Regions from separate parts of the Pan troglodytes genome. Here region 1 is linked to region 2. Evidence: chromatin contacts called from public Hi-C data. All regions are on one chromosome and are shown on one strand. Each heading gives the region's core, a stretch centred on a gene start, on an enhancer-like site or on the middle of the called end of the contact. The rest is flanking DNA. Distances are from core to core; before and after follow the strand shown.

Region 1 (5,911 bases), core at 2,855-5,354, 51 kb before region 2:
CTGGACTCTAGCAAGCTCAGCTACCTCCTTCTGCCACGGCCAGGCCCTGTCAGAGGAGCTCCGGAGTCTCCCTCCCTCGGGCCAGCTCTTGGTCTGCCTACAGTGCTGGCCCCCAGTCTGGGACCCAGGCCAGAGTCCAGGAAGTGTTTGAGGACCCACTCCCCACTCTGCACAGGTGCTGCGAGGGGGCTTTGCTAGAGAAGGAGGAGACATGCGTCAAGATCCACGAGTTCATCCACAAAACTCAGCCAGTGAACGCCATTCTTCCCGGCCTTCTGAGGTTCCAGCTCTCAATCCACCTGCTGCCATCCTTTGGGGGTGTCTTCCCCTTTTCCCCTTTCCAGCCAGGTTCACAGTGATGGGCTCCCGTTCTGGCATCTCCATGATGCCTCCCTTCACAACCAATCCTTCTGCAGTACAAGAAGAACCCCCCATCCATCCCTTACTCAAACACCTTCCGTGACTGTTACAGTAGATAGCTGGTCAGACATGAGCAGGGCAGGAGAGGCCCCACCTCTCAACCAGGAAAGTCAGGTGACCATCAGGTGAGGGTCAAGTGGTTGTTAAGCTGTTACGCTAAAATAATAATTGGTTGCATCTGGCATCAGGGACCGGCAGTCTCCCAGTAGATAGGAAAAACCTGAAACTGGTAATAGGATCTCAGGAACTGGGCAAGTAGGCCCCCACATGCATACTAAGAGGCAAAATGGTGGAGTTTAACTGGTAAATGACCTCCTAGGGACATTGGACTGGTAAGGGAAGAATGCCTCGAGTGAGCAGTGCACAACTCCAGGAAACACACTGCGCATGCTCCCCTCCCAAGCACTAGCAGGCCTCTGCACATGCCGGTAGCCAGCCCCAAGGGAAGAATAGGGGGAGAAGGGACACAAGACCCCAGAAGTTTGCCAATGTATAAATCCCCAAGTCAAAAGGTTAAACAGTGCACTTGGCTTGGCTTTCAAGTCATTGGCTTGACCCTCTTCCAAGTGTACTTTCTTTTTTTTTTTTTTTTGCAACAGAGTTTCGCTCTGTCGCCCAGGCTGGAGTACAGTGGCACGATCTCGGCTCACTGCAACCTCTGACTCCTAGGTTCAGGCGATTATCCTGCCTCAGCCTCCCGAGTAGCTGGGATTACAGGCACGTGCCACCACACCCGGTTGATTTTTGTGTTTTTATTAGAGACTGGGTTTCACTATGTTGGCCAGGTTGGTCTTGAACTCCTGACCTCACGTGATCTACCCGCTTCAGCCTCCCAAAGTGCTGGGATTACAGGCGTGAGCAACCACACTCAGCCCCAAGTGTACTTTCTTTCCTTTCCTGCTCTAAAGCTTTTCATAAACTTTCACTCCTGCTCTAAGACTTGTCTCGGTTTCTCCTTCTGCCTTATGTGCCTCAGTCGAATTCTTTCTGCTGAGGAGCCAAGAACTGAGGTTGCGGCAGACCCATACGGATTCGCCGCCGGTCACGCTCCTTGTATTAATTTTGTATTGCTGTTGTAACAGATGAACACAAACCTAGGGGCTTAAAGCAACAGACACTTATTACCTTATAATCCTGGAGGTCAGAAGTCCAACATGGGTCTCACCAGCGTAAAATCAAGGGGTCAGCAGGGCTGCCCTCCTTTCTGGAGGCTCTGGGGAGAATTCGTTCCTTGTCTTTTCTGGCTCCTAGAGGCTGCCTGCAATCTTTGGCTTGTAATCTTTTCCTCTGTGTTCAAAGCCAGGAACACCTTTTCATGCTGCCTCTCTGGTTCTCCCTCTTCCAGTTACATTGGGTACTGCTGGATAATTCAGGATAATCTTTCCATCTTAAGGTTAGCTGATTAGCAATCTTAACTCCATCTGCCCCCTTAATTTCCCTTTGCCATGTAACCTAACATTTACAGGTTCAGGAATTAGGAAGGGGGCATCTTTGGGGGCCATTATTGTGCCTACCACACTCATCCCTTTCAATTTTGTTTTTACATGCCATGGTATTTTTTTCTTTCTTTTTTGAGATGAAGTCTCGCGATGTTGCCTAGGCCGGTCTCAAGCTCCAAGGCTCAAACCATCCTCCCACTTCAGCTTCCTCATTAGCTCAGACTGCAGGCGCCTGTTACCTTGCTTTGGTGCCTTGTATTTTTGTTTTGTTTTTATTTTATTATTTTATTTTTTTGTTTGTTTTTGGTTTTGAAATGGAGTCTCACTCTGTCGCCCAGGCTGGAGTGCAGTGGTGCAATCTCAGCTCACTGCAACCTCTGCGTCCTAGGTTCAAGTGATTCTCCTGCCTCAGCCTCCCGAGTAGCTAGGATTACAGGCGTGAGCCATTATACCCAGCTAATTTTTGTATTTTTAGTAGAGACGGGGTTTCACCATGTTGGTCAGGCTGGTCTGGAACTCCTGACCTCAGGTGATCTGCCTGCCTCGGCCTCCCAAAGTGTTGGGATTATAGGCATGAGCCACTGCACCTGGCCTGTTTTGTTTTTTTTGAGTCAAGATCTCACTCTGTCACCCAGGCTGGAGTACAGTGGCATAATCACGGCTTGCTGTAGCCTCAACTTCCCAGGCTCAAAGGATTCTCCCACCTCAGCCTTCCCGAGTAGCTGGGACTACCGGCATGTGCCACCAAGTCCAGCTAATTTTTTTATTTCTTGTAGAGACAAGAAATATAATTTGGCTGGGCACAGTGGCTCACGCCTGTAATCCCAGCACTTTGGGAGGCCGAGGCAGGCGGATCATGAGGTCAGGAGATCGAGACCATCCTGGCTAACATGGTGAAACCCCGTCTCTACTAAAAATACAAAAAATTAGCCAGGTGTGGTGGCAGGCGCCTGTAGTCTTAGCTACTCGGGAGGTTGAGGCAGGAGAATGGCGTGAACCCAGGAGGCGGAGCTTGCAGTGAGCTGAGATTGTGCCACTGCACTCCAGCCTGGGCAACAGAGCGAGACTCTGTCTCAAAAAAAAAAAAAAAAAAAGAAATATAAGTTTTGTCACATTGTCCAGGCTGGTCTTGAACTCCTGGCCTCAAGTGATGCCCCTACCTCAGCCTCCAAAAGTGCTAGGATTGCAGCCATGAGCCACCGTGCCTGGCCAGGATATAGTATATTTAATAAAATATATACCTATTAAAATTTTTCTGGCTGGGTATGGTGGGCTGTAATCCTAGCACTTTGGGAGGCCAGGGTAGGAGGATTGCTTGAGGCCATGAGTCTGACACCAAGATGGGTGACATAGTGAGAGGCCCCATCTCTATTAAAAAATATTTTTGCAACCTGGGCAGCATAAAGAGACCCCATCTCTACAAAAAATTTAAGTTAGCTGGGTGTGGTGGCATGCGCCTATGGTCCCAGCTACTCAAGAGGCTGAGGCAGGAGGATTGCTTGTGCCCAGGAGGTCAAGGCTGCAGTGAGCCGTGATCATTGCCACAGCACTCCAGCCTGGGCTACAGAGCAATGCGCTGTCTCAAAAAAAACCCCAAAATTATGATTTCATGTATCTGTATATTCTTTATACCTACATAGGTAGTAAACACAAACTTAAACGTTGGAATGAAAAAGCAAATTGAAGGAGCCATCTGGGTGGAGGGAGGGGAAAAAGGGAAGCGTACATGAGTACTTTATATTCATTAGGTCTTATTTCCCAAGCTTAGTAATGGCTACATGAATATTTATATATTCATCATCTAATATTTTTGAATAGATTAAGTACTTATAACAACAGAAAAGGAAAAGTGAGAAATGTTTTCTAGGAATAAATGCAAGCCTCAGCAAAAGTTCAGAGGCATGAAATAGCAAGATACATACATACATATATACTGATGATTCTCCAGCATGCCTGCACTCTCTCCCAAACTCCACCATAACTTCCAAATCTTTGCTCAGCTCTTCCTAACCTCGCCCCCTTAAGTCCAGCCTCAGCCCCCGCGCTGACATTTTCGCCAGATCAGCCCCCTTCCCCTTTAGGATAGGCTCTCCTCTCATTGCAAGGTGCGCCTCTTATCGTGGGTGGCTCAATCCATGCATGTATGCCTGTCCCCAATGAACTGCAGACTCTGGGAAGGTTGGACTCCCAGCCCCAGGCTCAGGGCTCCGGTTCAGGCGGGGCCCCCGCCGTCGCGGCTCCGGCCAGCAGAGGGCGCTGCCGGGCAGGCCCAGGCCTGGAGTTGCGGGGACCCTGGCCTCCCGCCAACATGCGAGCTTTCCGGCTCACAATTGTCAAATCCTCTCATCTTTCCAAGACACCCTCACCACATAGACAGCGTCGATGTTCTGTAGCTGGTTTACTAAAGGGGCTTGACTTAGGAGGGAAAAGCACTGAGCCGATCTCTTTCTTTCCTGCTCCTGCCCTTGCGAACTGATTCTGTGGACTCCTTTTTTGCTGTTTCTGGGGGAAATCTCGGCAGATCACTCGCTTTTCTCGGAGTCCTCCCCGGTTTACTGTCAGGTAATTCCAGCTTGTGTCTAAGTGCAGGCCATTATTCTGGCAAACGCCCCCTCCTGAGGCTGCCTCTAACTGGGACACCTGCTGACTGGGGAGAGGACCGGCAGCCTCCCTGCGTCCTCACCCAGCTCTTCTGCTCCTCCTGCCCTTACACAGGCTGCCTCGGACTCTACCTGGATGGAGTGGGGGAGAAGCGGTAGGGGCAGCAACGTCTGAGGAGGACCTGAGTACTCTGGGCTTTTGGGAGCACTTTGACGGGCGCTATGAAAACCCTCACATCTCTCCTCAGTAGTACCCTTATAAAGAGGGGCTGTCTCCCCCAGGGCTGCTTATGAAACTGCCTTTGCAAAAACTGTAACAGTGAGAAAATTAGGGCCGCAAAAGACATCTGATCTAACCAACCCTCATCTTGCCTTTAACCTCCAAACTGCCTTTGGTCACTGCTGGGTTTAGGCCAAGCTAACTTTGGAAGACATTTAGTTTATAGTTTAAATGATAGCAGCCCTTCTCCAAAACTCAACTGCCTTTGTAAAGCTAATGAAAGACCAACCAGGTCAGGAGGATGTTGAGCCTGAGTTCTGCTAAGGTGCAGACATAAACGATTGCCAACCATTATTCCAGAGGCAGAGGGAAGATATGCAACTTCCCCAATTACTCCTGCAGATAACATCACTATCGTAGAACCTAAGATTGGTACTTTGGGAGGCCAAGGCAGGCAATTGCTTGAGCTCAGGAGTTCAAGACCACTCTGGGCAACATGGCAAACCTTGTCTCTACAAAAAATACAAAAAAATTAGCTGGGCGTGGTGACATGTGTTGGTAGTCCCAGCTACTTGAGGGCGGAGGCAAGAGGATTGCTTGAGCCTGGGAGGTCAAGGCTGCAGTGGGCTGTGTTTGTGCCATTGCCCTCCAGCCTGGGTGACAAAGTGAGACCCTGTCTCAAAAAAAGATCTCAGGAGTTGGGTGAGTGGGCTTGAGCATTCACACCTACGAGGCAAAATGGCACAGCTTAACTTGTGTGTGACCTTCCTCTAGGAACACTTGACTGGTAAGAGAAAAATGCCTGAAATGAGCATGTGAACAACTTCAGTAAACATACTACACATGCGGGCCCCTCCCAAGTGCTGGCAGGCCACTGTGCATGTGGACAGCCCGCACCAAGGAAATATCAAGGGAGGGGAGGCGCAAAACCCCGGAAGCATGCCAAGGTATAAAGCTTCAAGTCCAATGTCAAACCGGACAAGGATCTCTCAAGTCACCTGCTTGGTCCTCTTCCAAGTGTACTTTACTTCCTTTTGTTCCTGCTCTAAAACTTTTTAATAAACTTTCACTCCTGCTCTAAAACTTGCCTTGGTCACTCCCTCTGCCTTATGCCCCTCCGACTAATTCTTTCCTCTGAGGAGGCAAGAATGGAGGTTACTACAGACCCGTACAGATTCACTACTGCTAACAATTTGAGAAATAACTCCGTCTCCTGTGCGGCATGGCTGGCC
Region 2 (5,673 bases), core at 2,297-4,796:
CAGTTAGAACATGGGTCTGGGTATCAAAGGGTGGAGATAGGAGCAGTTCCTCTCTCTTTTACACCTAATAATTCATTTATGAATTCTTGGGCTCAGTAGGTTTGGAATACTTACTCCCCAAGGGAGGAACAGTTGCCCTAGAGAACATAGTCATTGTTCATTACATTGGACATGTAATGAGACTGTCCCCAGACCACTGGGGCTCTTGTTCTGAACCAGCAGGTAGAGAAGAAGTTACTAAGTTGGGCTGCTGTTATGCAAGAGAGAGAGAAGACTGAAGCCTCACGGATTCATTCACAGGTGAACCTTAATGTATTTTCATAAGTAATAATAAAAGTCAAAGGAAAATGGCATCAATACAATAAAGACGGTTTTTCAATTCAACATTAAAGAATGTGTGTTCTTGTTTCTATACCAATCTGGCTCATTGAGAAGTTGGCTATACCAACTTCTCAAATTTATTTATTTATAATTAAAAAAAATTTATATAGCCAGGCATGGTGGCTCATGCCTGTAATCCCAGCACTTCGGGAGGCCGAGGTGGGCAGATCACTTGAGGTCAGGAGTTTGAGACCAGCCTCGGCAACATGGTGAGACCCTGTCTCTACTAAAAATGCAAAAAGATTAGCTGGGTGTGGTGGCGCATGCCTGTAATCTCAGCTACTCATGAGGCTGAGGCAGGAGAATCGCTTGAACCTCAGAGATCGAGGCTGCAGGGAGCCACAATTGTGCCACTGCACTGCAGCCTGGGTGACAGAGATAAACTCCATATAAATTTTTTTTTTTTTTTTTTTTTTTTTTAAATATAGAGACAGGGTCTCTTTCTGTTGCACTGACTGGTCTGGAACTCCTGAGCTCAAGGGATCCTCCCACCTACCACCTCCCAAAGTACTGGGATTACAGGCATGAGGCACCATGCCTGGCCTCAACTTTATTTTTATTGCTTCTTCTGTTCCCTGCATGCACTTAACTTTCAACATGAACTGAAGTTCCTTTGGTTTTCGGAATGCACCAAACTCCTTCCTAAAGCCATGCATTTATTTATTTATTTATTTATTTATTTATTATTTTGAGACAGGGTCTCATTCTGTCACCCAGGCTGGAGTGCAGTGGTGCGATCTCAGCTACTGCAATCTCTGCCAAGCGGGCTCAAGCAATCTTCCTACCTCAGCCTCCCGAGTAGCTGGCACTACAGGCATATGCCACCACGCCCAGCTAATTTTTTGTATTTTTGGTAGAGATAGGTTTTCACCATGTTGCACAGGCTGGTCTCCAACTCCTGAGCTCAAGCTATCCTCTCACCTTGGTCTTCCAAAGTGCTGGGATTACAGGTGTGAGCCACCGCACCTGGCCGCCATGTATTTAATAACGATGATAATACTCTGTATCATTGATGCTATGATGCACATTTAATGTCTCCGAAATCAGGAGATGTTGGCCAATCGCTCATATGTATACTGAGTCGTAGCAGTTCATGGTGTCATTGCTTCGACTGAGCTCTGTGCAATTTTGGAATTACATGTGTTATTTTAAATTACTATTAAATATATCTCCAAATAGATTACCCTATAATTTGGCATTAAAAAGTTCTTATGTGCACAGGAAGACATGGAAACAGCAGTGCGAGGTAAGATACAAATCTATGTCTAAATAAGTTAAAAAGAGCTGTTTCTGTAAGTATGCATAACAAATCTAAGCAATTAGAAACCATTGTATTTAATTTCAGCATTTCTTTTCTTAACATAATAAATAAAATATTGATTTTACAATTGCTGGCAGCTTAGATTTGATAGAATATGATAATGGTAATAATAGCAGCTAAGCTTTATTAAAGGTACTGTTTGCTAAATGTTTTTCATTTCCCTTGACATATTTGTATATCTTATCTCGGCGGTCTGGGATGCCTTTGTTTCTGGAAAAACTCATTCTTTTAAAGCTGCATTAGAAATAGTTTCCTTTTTTTTTTTCTTTTTTTTTCTTGAGACAGAGTCTCGCTCTGTTGCTCAGGCTGGAGTACAGAGGCCCGATCTCGGCGCACTGCAGCCGCTGCCACCTGGGTTCAAACGATTCTCCTGCTTCAGCCTCCCGTGTAGCTAGGATTACAGTCACCCACCCCGACGCCCGGCTAGTTTTTGTATTTTTAGGAGAGACGGGGTTTCACCATGTTGGCCAGGCTGGTCTCGAACTCCCGACCTCAGGTGATCCGCCTGCCTCGGCCTCCCAAAGTGTTGGAATTATAGGGGTGAGCCACCACGCCCAGCCTTTTTTTTTTTTTTTTTTTTGGAGACAGGGTCTCACTCTGTTGCCCAGGCTGGAGTGCAGTGGCTCGATCTCGGCTCACTGCAACCTCCACATCCCAGGCCCAAGCGATTTTCCCGCCTCAGCCTCCAGAGTAACTGGGATTTCAGGCGTGGGCCACCATCATGCCCAGCTAAATTTTGTATTTTTAAAGTAGATTTCGCCATGTTGCCCAGGCTGGTCTCAAAACTTCTGAACTAGGTGATCTGCCCGCCTCGGCCTCTCAAAGTGCTGGGATTATAGGCGTGAGCCACCACTCCCAGTTTCCTCTAATTTTAGGAAAGCCTTCCCTGAGGCACTCTGAAGAAATTAGGTCTGTTTGAACCACATTCATTCCCGTTACCCAGCACATTTCAGTTGCACTGTCACCATCAGTTTGGGTGTCTGTCTTCTCAGATTGTAGGGCCTTGAGGATAAATACTATCTTTTGTTTATTTTTGGGTCCTCTGTATCCACCTCAGCCTCCTGCTTTTTTTTTTTTAAACTATCCCACATTAATTCTTTTTTTTTTTTTTTGATAACGGAGTCTCGCTCTGTCGCCCAGGCTGGAGTGCAGTGGCGCGATCTTGGCTCACTGCAACCTCCGCTTCCCATGTTCAAGTGATTCTTCTGCCTCAACCTCCCAAGAAGCTGGGATTACAGGCGTGTGCCACCATGCCCCGATTAATTTTTGTATTTTTAGTAGAGACGGGGTTTCCCCATGTTGGCCAGGCTGGTCTCGAACTCCTGACCTCAAGTGATCCATCCGCCTCGGCCTGCCAAAGTATTGGGATTACAGGCATGAGCCACCGCGCCTGGCCCACATTCTTTTGAAAGACCAAAATAATGAACAGCTAGTTTCATGTAGGTTGTAAAACTTGACCTTGGATTTACTGACACTAACATGTGCACTACACCTTACAGTCTGTAAAATGTTCCTGCATTATTTCACTCCATTGTCACATCTTTGTCAGGTTAGTTATTATAAATGCATTTGTAGTTGAGCCATTTGCTCAAGAACCAGAGCTGTAGTCTGTAGCTTTGTTGCTTTATCCTTGGTCTCAGAAGTCTTCTACTGTACTATAGCTATCAGAGCAGGGACTGATGCCTTAAAGGATGGCAGCTTTTGCAAAACTGGAATAAGGAAGTATGGAAAGGCACCCCAAAACAAGAGAGGTGGCGCACAGCTTGAACAAAGGCAGTGCTCAGGAAACCTACAAACAGCATCGTGTACAGCAAAGGATGATGGGAAAGTCAGCCGAGCCTCTGAGTTTTTTGACGAGTCGTAAACCCCTCACAGAGCTCCGGGTTTTGCCTCTAGCTCTGGAGCACCCCGCCTCTGCCCTTTAACCTGTACTTCCTCCCTCCCTCCCTTCGCGCCGCGCCGCGCTAGTCTCTTAGCCACTCCGAGGCCACCAGCCAGCCTCCCAAAGCTCCCATTGGGTTGCCCACCCTTTCAGTCTCAGCTCCTCCCGCCAGAGGCCCCGCCTCCCACAAGCGAAGCTCTTATTTCCGTTCTTCCGGCGTAGGCCGCCAAATCAGTCCGTACAGTGGCGAGGCAGTCGAGCAACAGGAAGCGGTCGCTCTTTCCCCAAATCTCACTGCCTTGTGGGATCTCGGCAAGTCATCCACCCACCCCCCGCGCCTACGCAAGTTTTCCGGATCCGTCCACCCCCGCCTCCCTCCTAGTGTACGGAAGCTGAGAGGGCCCGCGGGTAGGCATGGCGGCGCACCTTAAGAAGCGGGTTTATGAGGAATTCACGAAAGTGGTTCAGGTAAGCTCTGGCGGGAAAGATCCAGAACCGATCCGGACCAGGGTAGATTATCCAAATCCCAGGCACTTTGCCGGAACAGAAGAGGCTCCATACGCCCGTGTTAAGTGCTGACTTGTTGATAATCTCTGATATTGCAAGTTAGTGGGCGTGTTAGTTTGCAGCCGCTGTTGTCATTAATATGTGAAGTCTGACAGGATTTTTAAAAAATTATTAGGAGAAACAGTGTTTTTTAATTTACGAAACTGTCTTATCCGTTATTTCATTTTATTCTCTCACACAACTTTGCTCCATCGCGTTACATTAGCATCCTCGTTTTCCAGATGTGGACATTGAGCCTTCCGGAGGGGTACGAGGATACAGCCAGTTAGCAGCAGAGCCCCTTCTAGCCTCCCCGCAGCCCCGTTCCAAAAAAAAACCTCCCAGGGACCAGTTGGAATATACACAAGGTTCTAAGGGGCTGAAAGAAGGGTCTATAGAATTCCTTCAGGCGCAGTCTAAGCAGGCGGGGGTCACAGACTTCATAGGGGAAGAGCTCTCTATTGGTAGAACAGCTCACCTAGGAAGGAGGGCAGTACCTTCCTCACCATGAAGTTGTGACAGGTGGGTAGAGTCCCTGTCAGGAGTCAGTGATGCTCCATGTGTCTCCACGTAGATGTTGCTAGGGTTGATCCTAAATCATCCTGATGTCCTATTTCTCAGATATTAATGTGTATACAAATTACCTGGGGACGTTGTTCAAATGTCGATTCTATTTGATAAGTCAAGCAGAGGAGGTGAGGCAAGATTCTGCATTCCTGACATGCCCCCAAATTTACACCAGTGCATTGGTTGCATTCTTAGATCCTTAGACTTGTAGAGTGGCAAGGCTTAGAGCATCCAGCAGGATACTGATCCTTAAACTTTACATCGATTCATTCATCCAGCATTAAAATATGTTAATACATAATACAAAATATGTCAATACATAATATAAAATTTACAATTTTAACAATTTTAAGTATAAAGTTCAGTGGCATTAAGAACATTAGCACTGTTGCACAATGTAATTTCCTCTCTTCCCAACATTCTGTTGTTCCCATTTCCCAAGACTGCTCAGCCCTCTTCCACCCATCCTCACATGACCAGATATGCCATGTATTCTTGTGTTTGCATATCTCAAAACTCTTGCACTGGTTGTCTCTTCTACACAGAATACATGCCATTCTTCCCTTTCTTTTTGTTCTCCACCCAGTGGACTTAACATTTGTGCTTCAAGACCCAAATGAAACCTCAGCGAGAGCTTAGTCTCTTCTTCACCTGTTTCTGTAGCATTCTGTGGTACTAATCTATTTGTACTTTTCGTTCAGTGCTGCTGTAATTACCGGTGTACCTGTCTTCCCACCAGTCGGAGGTCCTTGATGGCAGAGCTAATGCCTGGCTCATCTCCGTGTCCTGGAGATGGACAATAGGGCCTGGCTCACTAAAGTGTTATTGGTTGTTGAATGACAGTTGATATTGGTTGTCCTCTCCCTTATATAATACTTAGGGAAAAAATTCCTAGCTTTTGACCTAACTACAGCTTCGATAAGACTGAAAACTGAGTTTGAGAGGACTAGGATAGAAATGGCTAAGAATTTTAAGG

The links. Hi-C and Micro-C count contacts between places; a contact is called where the count stands out from the background.
Region 1: a contact with region 2 is called in a Hi-C map of stem cell-derived neural progenitor cells, with 2.7 times the contacts expected there. The contact joins the enhancer-like site here to the promoter of INTS4 in region 2. A contact is called at or near these places in 2 of 7 Hi-C or Micro-C datasets (blood and stem cell-derived neural progenitor cells) and 1 of 1 datasets of contacts at active chromatin or transcription factors (stem cell-derived excitatory neurons).

What each region holds. Positions count from the first base shown.
Region 1 is chr9:80,070,329-80,076,239 of NHGRI_mPanTro3-v2.0_pri, reverse strand. No RefSeq gene overlaps it. Among named protein-coding and RNA genes, the nearest start is that of THRSP, 16 kb to the left of the region's middle. Within about 2 kb of position 4,104, at least 12 of the 24 cell types and tissues checked have an H3K27ac peak or open chromatin away from gene starts, as enhancers often do. A contact at or near this core is called in stem cell-derived neural progenitor cells, where this site is marked.
Region 2 is chr9:80,018,785-80,024,457 of NHGRI_mPanTro3-v2.0_pri, reverse strand. It overlaps INTS4 (integrator complex subunit 4), which reads left to right and starts at 3,546. Exons shown (of 23, transcript XM_003313222.6): 1 at 3,546-4,052. The coding sequence starts at 3,999.